Regions from separate parts of the Mus musculus genome. Here region 2 is linked to region 1. Evidence: chromatin contacts called from public Hi-C data. All regions are on one chromosome and are shown on one strand. The core of a region is the stretch at or near the end of the contact, and the rest is flanking DNA. Distances in the headings are between cores, read along the strand shown.

Evidence for each region. Hi-C and Micro-C count contacts between places; a contact is called where the count stands out from the background.
Region 2: a contact with region 1 is called in a Hi-C map of double positive thymocytes, with 2.2 times the contacts expected there. The contact joins two enhancer-like sites. A contact is called at or near these places in 1 of 484 Hi-C or Micro-C datasets (double positive thymocytes) and 1 of 115 datasets of contacts at active chromatin or transcription factors (kidney).

What each region holds. Positions count from the first base shown.
Region 1 is chr13:101,283,312-101,287,808 of GRCm38.p6, forward strand. All of the region lies in intron 2 of Gm36427 (a long non-coding RNA gene), which reads right to left. The region is part of intron 5 of 4933416M06Rik (RIKEN cDNA 4933416M06 gene); the gene reads left to right. Among named protein-coding and RNA genes, the nearest start is that of Gm36427, 20 kb to the right of the region's middle. Within about 2 kb of position 2,605, at least 9 of the 459 cell types and tissues checked have an H3K27ac peak or open chromatin away from gene starts, as enhancers often do. A contact at or near this core is called in double positive thymocytes, where this site is marked.
Region 2 is chr13:101,709,671-101,714,167 of GRCm38.p6, forward strand. Pik3r1 (phosphoinositide-3-kinase regulatory subunit 1) reads right to left here. Exons shown (of 16, transcript NM_001077495.2): 3 at 1-72. Among named protein-coding and RNA genes, the nearest start is that of Pik3r1, 56 kb to the right of the region's middle. Within about 2 kb of position 1,846, at least 33 of the 459 cell types and tissues checked have an H3K27ac peak or open chromatin away from gene starts, as enhancers often do. A contact at or near this core is called in double positive thymocytes, where this site is marked.

The sequences.
Region 1 (4,497 bases), core at 1,355-3,854:
TCCAGATTCTATCTTTGTGGATAGATTTACTCAGAACATTTATATATGGGATGACATAATATGGAATCTTTTGTCACTTAGCATACTAGTTTTGGTTGTTCATCAAACCTGTAACTTGTATCAGCATCTCATTTCTTTTCATGATTGAATAGCAGTCTATTATATGGATGTACTACTTTTTGCTTAACCATTTATCTGTTGATTGTCATCAGTGATTCTTTTCATACTTTGGCTATTGTGAATAGTGTCACTCTGAATAAGTCTTGTTTGAGTATCTGTTTTCATGTTGTTTAGCTATATACCCAGGAACCTAACTGTGGGTGTGTGTGGTTCTATGTTTAACCTTTTGAGCAAATGCCAGAATGTTTTCTATAGTGACTGAATGATTTTGTTCTTCAACAATGGAGTATGGTGGCAAACCTAGCTTGAGGAAGAGGCCATGAGAGCATGAGGTAAGGAGCGGATATTGAAATCCCAGCGCTGAGAGCCTGCAAGTCAGAATGATGTTCTCGATCCTTAGAGCCCAACATTGTGGCTTTATTCTGCTTCAGTGCCTAGTTTTTGCACATTGTCGACAATAGACAATATTTGTCACTTCTGTTTAACATACTTTGAAACCATTATGTTCATGCCACTTTTTTATTCAATGAAATATTAGACATTAATTTTTATCAGTATCTAACACTTGAGAGCTATGGAACATCTGATATTATCTGAGCTCCAACTCAGAATAATTTATTCCACTTTCCCTCCGATCCTGTAATTCATCCCTGTGACTATGTCTTGATAGATTTTGAGCACAGCACTTACTGTCGCGGTGAGTCCTCTTTGTCTTGACTCTGTTTTATGCATGGCAACTTGTGCATGTCAGCACTGATCTACACCCTGTCTCTGACTTCATGGTCTTTATTCAAATCCATTCTGCTCAGAAAACCAAGTAGCTGTGTTCACAAGTTCCATCTGTTGAGAGTTTTGCTGTGACTAGGTTTGATGGAGATGACTGACCCAAAGGAAAGGGCCCATATTCTCATGTTTTGTCTCACGACTGGCACAGGAATGCTGAGGGGAGAGGGTGCCCAGATAGGCCTGTAGGGCTTGAGGGTGATAGGGAAGGGCAAGAATAGCCTTGTAACCTAAAAAGTAAGCCAGGCCAGGGTTGAGGATAATTGTCCCTGGCAGACTAGATTTGCCTGCTATCCTTTACTCCAACTGCTGAATTAAACATTTAGAGAAAAATGACAAATGCAGAGTTCAGGTTCTTTAAGCCTAGGGACCATTGCTGTTTGTGCTAATTAATCAATCCCTGTGGTGGGGTTGCTTTAATGTTCACTATTACTTAGTAGCCTCCCTAGCCAGCCCCCAGGAGATGCCAGTAGCACCGTGCTACGCCTATATGTAGATTAGGAGACAGAAGTCACCCTTACTTGAGAACCACTGGGCAAAGTAAATGAGAATAAAAATTTGCCTTTGGCTTATCAGTGGCATTATTAATGGGTTGTTGTTTGACAGTATTTACTGAGGCTCTGTTGCATACCAGGAACTAACATTTTCACTCAACTATTGCTCAGAAGTGTTTGTCTGTCCTATTAGGGACAAAGTCTGGCGTATGGATTCACGAACAGGCAAATTTCTGCCCCATGGGGCTTTTGTTCTAGTGGAAAGACAAGTGTGCTAAGAAGAATCATACAAACCTAAAATTGCAAGTGCGGTAAATGGAGGTGTGTTAGTTATGTTTCTGTGAAAAAGGTGAGGCAGTAAACAGATGGACAAGGGTCTATTTTGGCTCCCAAGGTGGGTATTTTAGTCAAGGTCATTTTGCTCCTTTGCCTTTGTGCCTGTGCTGGGCATGCCCAGGAGGGCATGCAATGGAACCAAGTCATTTGCTTTATGCCAGGGAACAAAAAGAAAGATCACAAGGAGTTGGGATTCTACTGTGTGCTGGGAAAACACACACCCCCAGCAATCTAAGACATCCTCCTATTCGGCCATAGACATTAAAGATGTAGCACCTTCTAATGGCACTGAGCTGGGGACCAAGCGTTTTAGATCCCAAATACTTTACTGCAAGAGACCTTTAGGACCTATGCTTGGAGAGCAATTTCCCAAGGTTTTCCCACAATATGGGCTCTGTTTTGAGAGCATCTCATGCATTCACTCATGGGCTAGTGTAACAACCCCATGATATAGATATTAGTCACAGCTGCTTCATAGAAAAGGAATCTCAGCGGACAAAAGTGATGTGAATGATAAGTGGTAGAGTTTGGATTTTGAACCTAGATGGTTGTCATCCAAACCCAAATTTTAGTTACTACCTAAGGTGAGGTGAAGAGAAATCTGAATGATGAGGAGATTCCAACTGGTTGAAGCAGAGGAGTGAAATTTTGTTCCAAGACAGTGGGAAGAAGCAAATGGATAAACTTGGAGCAAAAAGGTGGACATCTGCTGGAAAGTCGCCATGGCTGGAGGTAGTGTTTGGATGGAGGGTACAAAAGAAGATGGGTAGCAGCCATGCTATCCTGAGACAAAGGTGGTGGGGTTGGAGGTTTCAGATACAACTAGGTCACTAAGCGCATGTTCCCTTCATGACATCTGGTGATCTCGGCTTGAGGACAGGAAATCTCATCTATTGTGGTTTGTACTGTGTGTGCAGACACAGAGACGACTCCATGCCTCACAACAGCAAGTCATTCCTTAACTTCAGAATGCTCTGTTCTCTGTTTATTGTCTCTCACGCCAAACCCAACTCACCCTTGCATCGTGCCCACCTCTCAACTCTGCAGTTCTGCTCTGGGACACTGTGCTTGTGGCCACTGATAGGAGTCACCCTAATTAAAGTAGCTGGCAGATAGGTGTCCTATATGTCTGGTCCCCTGTAAAGGTATCCACTCCCCAGCTGTCTCTGTGGTGGAGCTAGGGCTGTGTGCTTGGCCTTTGTCTATTCTCTTGGAGATAGTGTATTCACCCTCTAGGTAAACTTCATACTAATGTCATTTGAATGTTAATGTGCAGTTGGACAATGTCTCGTGCACTATGCCCCCATTCTCTGGGGATTAGGTTGAGCAGGGCTTCTTGCTAGGTTTAATCACACGTTTCGTTGCTGCAGAGACTTGCCACGGTGTTGGCTGTGTCCCTTTATACCATCCAAAATGCTCCGCAGCACTAACCAAATTGAAATGAGCCCCTTCATCTTACACACATACAGATAATTAAACTTCAAACACTGTTTATCTTGGTCCCCAAATCCTCAGAATGCAGAAGCAAATTAATTTTAAATCTATATCTGCTTTAAATAGTAATTGTTTAATCAACAGGCTTGATGTATAATTATATTCTTTGTTCATGCTCCTTGCAGGCTTGAATAGACCACATAATTCCTGGGTTGCTTTCATTTCTGTAATTAAATCACGTGACAGATACTTGCTATATTACAGTTGACTACAGTTGCTTCTCTCCTACCCCCTTTTAGCTTAGAGACGGTTTCTCGGGAACACTTGGATCACAAGCGCTCAGCTTACCGAGGCCCTCCCAGTATTCAGCTTTAATCCTTCCTCTTCGATCAACTAATAATTTACTTAGGAGCAATCGATTTTACCGGTGCTTTATCCTTTCAAAGTTGAGGCTTCTTGCCCTTCCTTTGAACTCATTCCTCGAACCTCCCTTGACGGCATAGAAATTACCTACATAAACCCACAGAAGTCATAGTATCCAGATAGATGTTATATTTAAGGCCCAAACTGCACAAAAAATAACATTCTGGGATTTTTATTTTATCTTTTTAACCATCTGGGACTTCAGGAAGAAAAAAGGAAGCAACTTTCATTATTAGAAGGGGTGACTTTGGCTCCAAGAATTTATTTTACTCGCCTGGATTCATCCCATAAAAACGAGAACTGGACACTAGATAATTAGGTCAATGCTGGAATCTATTCTCTAATTGGAATTTGTTTGTCCCACACAATATGCCTGATTTTCTTTGGGTCTGTGCTGGAAATGTGATTGCTTAAGCCAATCTGGCTCTCATTTCCTCTGTCCATCACAGCCTCCAGCTCATTATCCCTCTGATTTGCTTTCCTCGAGTTCTTACAGTTTTTAATAGTTTTCTTATCTAGGCATGCAAAAGTGGTAAAGCATTGTTGATCTTGGAACAATCAATACTGTAAACATTGGCAGGAGTGATTGGAGGTCGGGGGGAGAGAAAGAGGAGAGAGAGAGATAGAGAAAGAGAGGGAGAGAGACAGAGAGAGAGAGAGAGAGAGAGAGAGAGAGAGAGAGAGAGAGAGAGAGAGAGAACATCATCTCAAATAGCAGCACTGCAGAGGAAGGACACTTAATGCTCATAGCAATCAGATGGTTTCTTCCTTCACCCTTCAGGACTACATCCAAGCTGGTACTTAAGTTGCACTCAGTTCTGAGCCAGTCAGTCCTGGGTCTCCTTCACTTTTTTTCATCTATTATTCCCTTTCCCACCCCAGGATTATCTGTGGTTCCAACGAGTTC
Region 2 (4,497 bases), core at 596-3,095, 430 kb after region 1:
GGAGCTTTATAAGGAGAGGCGGGGCAACATCAGGAGGGGCAAACTGCTCGGCCAGGTCAGGAAGGGGCAACGCTGAAAGAGAAAGATTTCCAACATTAGGTTTCATGCAAGGCAGTCAAGCGCATTCAAACACAATGAAGAATAGTTAAATACAAGTAATTTAATTATTCCCAACCATAGGAAACTGGAGTCTCCTAAAGGGATTCCTATGCCAGGCTGCACAGTGCTGGGGCCCCAGAGACATATGTGTTGTTTCCTTCCAGAGAGAACTCTCTGAATGCTCACCAAGAATCCCAGAATCCCCTAGCAACGGGCTTCTGATGTTCTCCCCTCTGGGGCATCTTTCCAAGGACAGACTGCCCTATGTTAGGGCACCTCGGAGTACAGGCTGGGCCTAGGTGGAGGAGCTCCAGGCTAGCCTAGAGCTTGCATGTTCAGGGAGAATAAAGAGATGATGCTTCAGCCCCATGTCCTGAACACAACCAGGGAAGTCCAGAGACTCTGAAAGCAAGTCTGGCTTCTACATTATTATGAAAGAACTGTTGCTCAGGTAGGCGAGACTAGATAAAATCTTGAGATAGGCTGTTACCATGGTACATGGTCCATAACTGATATATCTGACTTCCTAGTAGCTTGGTGTTCTTTTGTGCCCTTGCACTGAGTTCTATCAATGCCAAGGTATCACTGCAAGCCAACACAAATGACCACTGGCCACCCAACAGCAAATTTAGCCCCTGTGTAAATGTTGTCAAAAATCTTTGCTTGCATATGCATGCATACACACACATACACACACACACACACACACACACACACACACACGTGCGCGCACACACATATGTGTGTATGTGTGTGTATATATTTATATATATACATATATATATATTTGTGTGTGTGTATACATATATATATATATATATATATATATATGGGTAGGAAAAGAGAGACTTCAAATGGTTTTAAGATTTATTTCATATTATGTGTATGAGTGTTCTGCTGGCATTTATGTATATGATGTATATGCACCACTTGTGTGCCTGGTACTTTTGAGGAAAGACAATGCATTAGATTCCCTGGAACTGGAGTTACAGATGTGGGTGCAGGGAACTAAACCTGGATCCTCTGTAAGAGCAACAAATGCTCTTAACCAAGTATTGTGATATGCTGTGTCTTCATATGTTATGTGAATATTTTACCAATGGCAACAATACAAACGATCAAATAGGATGACAATCTCAAATGCCTCCCTCTGACAACATTACAGTGATGACCATGTTCTTATTCAGAAAGGGGGTGGGGGTGGCTGAAGTAAAAGTAGTTTTCAAAACTATGCCAGAAGAGGGAGCTAAACATTTCACCTTAAATTTCTCAAACTCCAAAATACAGGTTGTGAATCTTAATGACGACATCTTCAGGAGTAACTTGTCTGTCATTAATGCATAAGTTCAGGTGTTTATAATTAGCTAGAACAGACAGTTCATATACTCCTAGAAACACTAAATGGTCATAATTAGGTTTCAGCGCTGCAAATATTATAAGTTGTATATGATGTTAAGAAAATTCCTAACTAAACCCATTGTAAGTACTAAGGATCAGCACTGATAATGGCAGTGCAGGACTGTAATCCAGCACTTGGGAGGCTACAGCTGGAAGGTTACAAGGTAAGAGACAGCCTGGGCTATCTCCTAACAAAAGACCTTGGCTAGAAGAAGGCAAACATGCAAAAGACACATACACACATACCACACACACATAGACACATACACGCACGCACACACACACACCAGCAGCAACAGCTGCAAAGGGCAAACCATTTCATTTCCTTTGATAAACTTTAAACCACTTCCCTTGACTTCAGAGTTTCAGCTCACAGCAGTATCCTCTCCCACAAATACCTTCCCTTCTACATGGAACAAAATGAAGGTCATCCTGTCCACATACATATGTACAGAAGAAACTGAAGACAAAGAGAAGAGCTACCCATCAGGATTCAGTACAGGGTCTTCCTGCTAACAAGCCTCAGCACAGCCCAAATCCCAAACCCAAGGGTAAGTAGTAGAGACACACACCCCTACCGCACTCACATAACTAATCCTCAAGTCCTCTCCCCTTCACATGTAACACAAGCATTTTTCATCGGAAAAAAAAAAAAAAAACCCACTGGCACAGAGATCGGAATTGCTTAATAAAGTTTATCTCTTTCCAAAATCTTATCAACTCGATCATTTCCATGGGCAAATATAAAAACTAAATTAAATGATAATTAAAAATTTCATGTAACTATTATTGAAATATGCACCCAACAGTTGCTGGCTGGGCAAGTGCTTGCACACACAGGAGGTTTCTATCTTCCTCTACTTCAGCTGAAAAAAAAAACAAAAAACAAAAATCAATATCCTGAGCTACAGAGTGTCTCCATCTCACAACTAGACTACTGCTAGATGAGGTCTCTGAAAGCCACTGTAGTGAGAACACTGGCCTTTTCAAAGCACTGTGCACATAGAGGGGGAGGAAGAGTTCTCCTTTTTTGTGCCGTATCGAGGAGATACCCAGCTGAATTTTTTAATACCGAAGAAGCTAGATTGGGCAAAGGTATGACTCACAACAGCTGATGGAGATTGCGCAAGGGGAACTTGACAGGGCAAACTTTACAAGGTAAGACAATGAAAACAACAACAATTCTAGGATGTCCTACTCCTTGGTAGAAGGTCTCTCACTCGGCACGCTTCCTCTCAGAAATATTCAGGCTTGGATGCTACGGCCGTTCCGATTGCCTGCTTTAGACAATGGGGACCATCCCTGGAATTCTAAACAGCACTCTAAAACAAGTGTTACTTTCTTACAACAATTCTAAGCCTAACTATTCTCTAACCCCATTAAATACACATGTAAGACCTATATTTCTGTCCGTAGATTTCATCGTAAGTGATTCCAGCAGGAAGTAAGTAGCTAGGGATGACTAACAGGCTAACTGTTCCCTGTCCATGATGAAGCATCAAATCAAACTCTGATAAAACAAAATGGTACCAAAAATTTCAATAAAAACAAACAAACAAACAAACAAACAAACAAAAAACCCTACAGAATATACAGGTTGGGGCTGCCAAGCAAAACCCAAATTAGCAGGCTGAACATTTCCATTTTACATATACATTCCATTCGATGCAATTCTCCAGACAGTCTGCTTCTGAATCAGAATGCACTTGGGGTTGGAAGCTTGCCCTACTGCGTTGTCTAAGGGCTGCAGAGCTACAATCCTTCTTCCGCATCTGGAAGTATCTGTAGATTTCCTGACACACCCAAGCCCAGTCTCTCACTTAGCCAAATCATTTTTCATCAGAAAAAGTTAATGTTGTGCAAGGAAAAAGGAAAAAGAAAACAAAGGAAGAAGAGTCGAAAGGTCTGAGAAGAGTGAGTCTAAACTAGTATGTCTAATTGCTAAGGAAGGCAGGTAGGCTAGCCTTCCACACTTACAAGAACTCCGGTGAACCAGGAGCCCCAGGTCATAGAAGAAATTACTCATGCGACGTTGGAGGCAGCATGTTCTGTTTGCTCTTTCTGCGGACCCTGGGGACAGCCAATCACAGAACAGAAGAGAACCTCTCTCCAACCTGAAGCCCTTCCCAGACTACTGAAGTGGGCAAGCCTCAACACTCCTGGGCACCAGAGGTGTGTGGGAGATAGGAGCATTCTGTGCTCTAAGTGGTGCCAGCGCTACCAAGTGCAAGATGAAACCAACACACAGCTGCAGCTCCTGGAGGCGTTCTCCATTAAAAAAAAAAAATTAAAAGAAAAGAAAAAGACATTTTAAAGTTAGTGCCTGGCAGGAGCGAGTGGAAAGTTTAAGCGGAAACATCAAAACGCAGAGACTGCCCAAGCCAAGTATTTCATTCCTAATGGAAGCGGCTTGGAAGTGTGTGAAAAGTTCCTCGTTTCCACTCAAAATCTAACATGGACTACACAGGAAAGAAAGGATATATGCAAATGGGGATCGATATTAAGTCAAGATGTTAACGTGTCTACTGACTTGCTGAATCCAAGCTTTCTTTCTGTCTGTACCAATCTTCTCTAGTGACTTCAAAAGAGGGGAAAAAAAATAGTGGACACAAATCAAAGCAACCCCAATTCTTTTCTTAAACAAACGCTGTAAGCACGTTCATACTGTCTACCTATAACAGCTAATACCCTGGACTTCAAACTTCTTAAGCTCTGTGGGCTGCAAGCCACATCAAAAGCTGGTGCGCTCTTTGGGCAAGACAGTAAGACTAAGAATCAAAAACAAAGTAGAAAAATAAACCATGGGTTTGTTCATTTTGGTACACACTGGTTTCATCAGTAGTGCTGACATGATTAAAAGCACAAAGAGACGTGTGTTTCCATCCTTGGGGTACCACTTAAGAACAGTAATCTTGGACAAGTTAATTGACTTTAGACCTGAGGTTTTTTTTTTGTTTTTTTTTTTTTGTTTTCTGTAAAATGGGAGTAATTATATGAGTT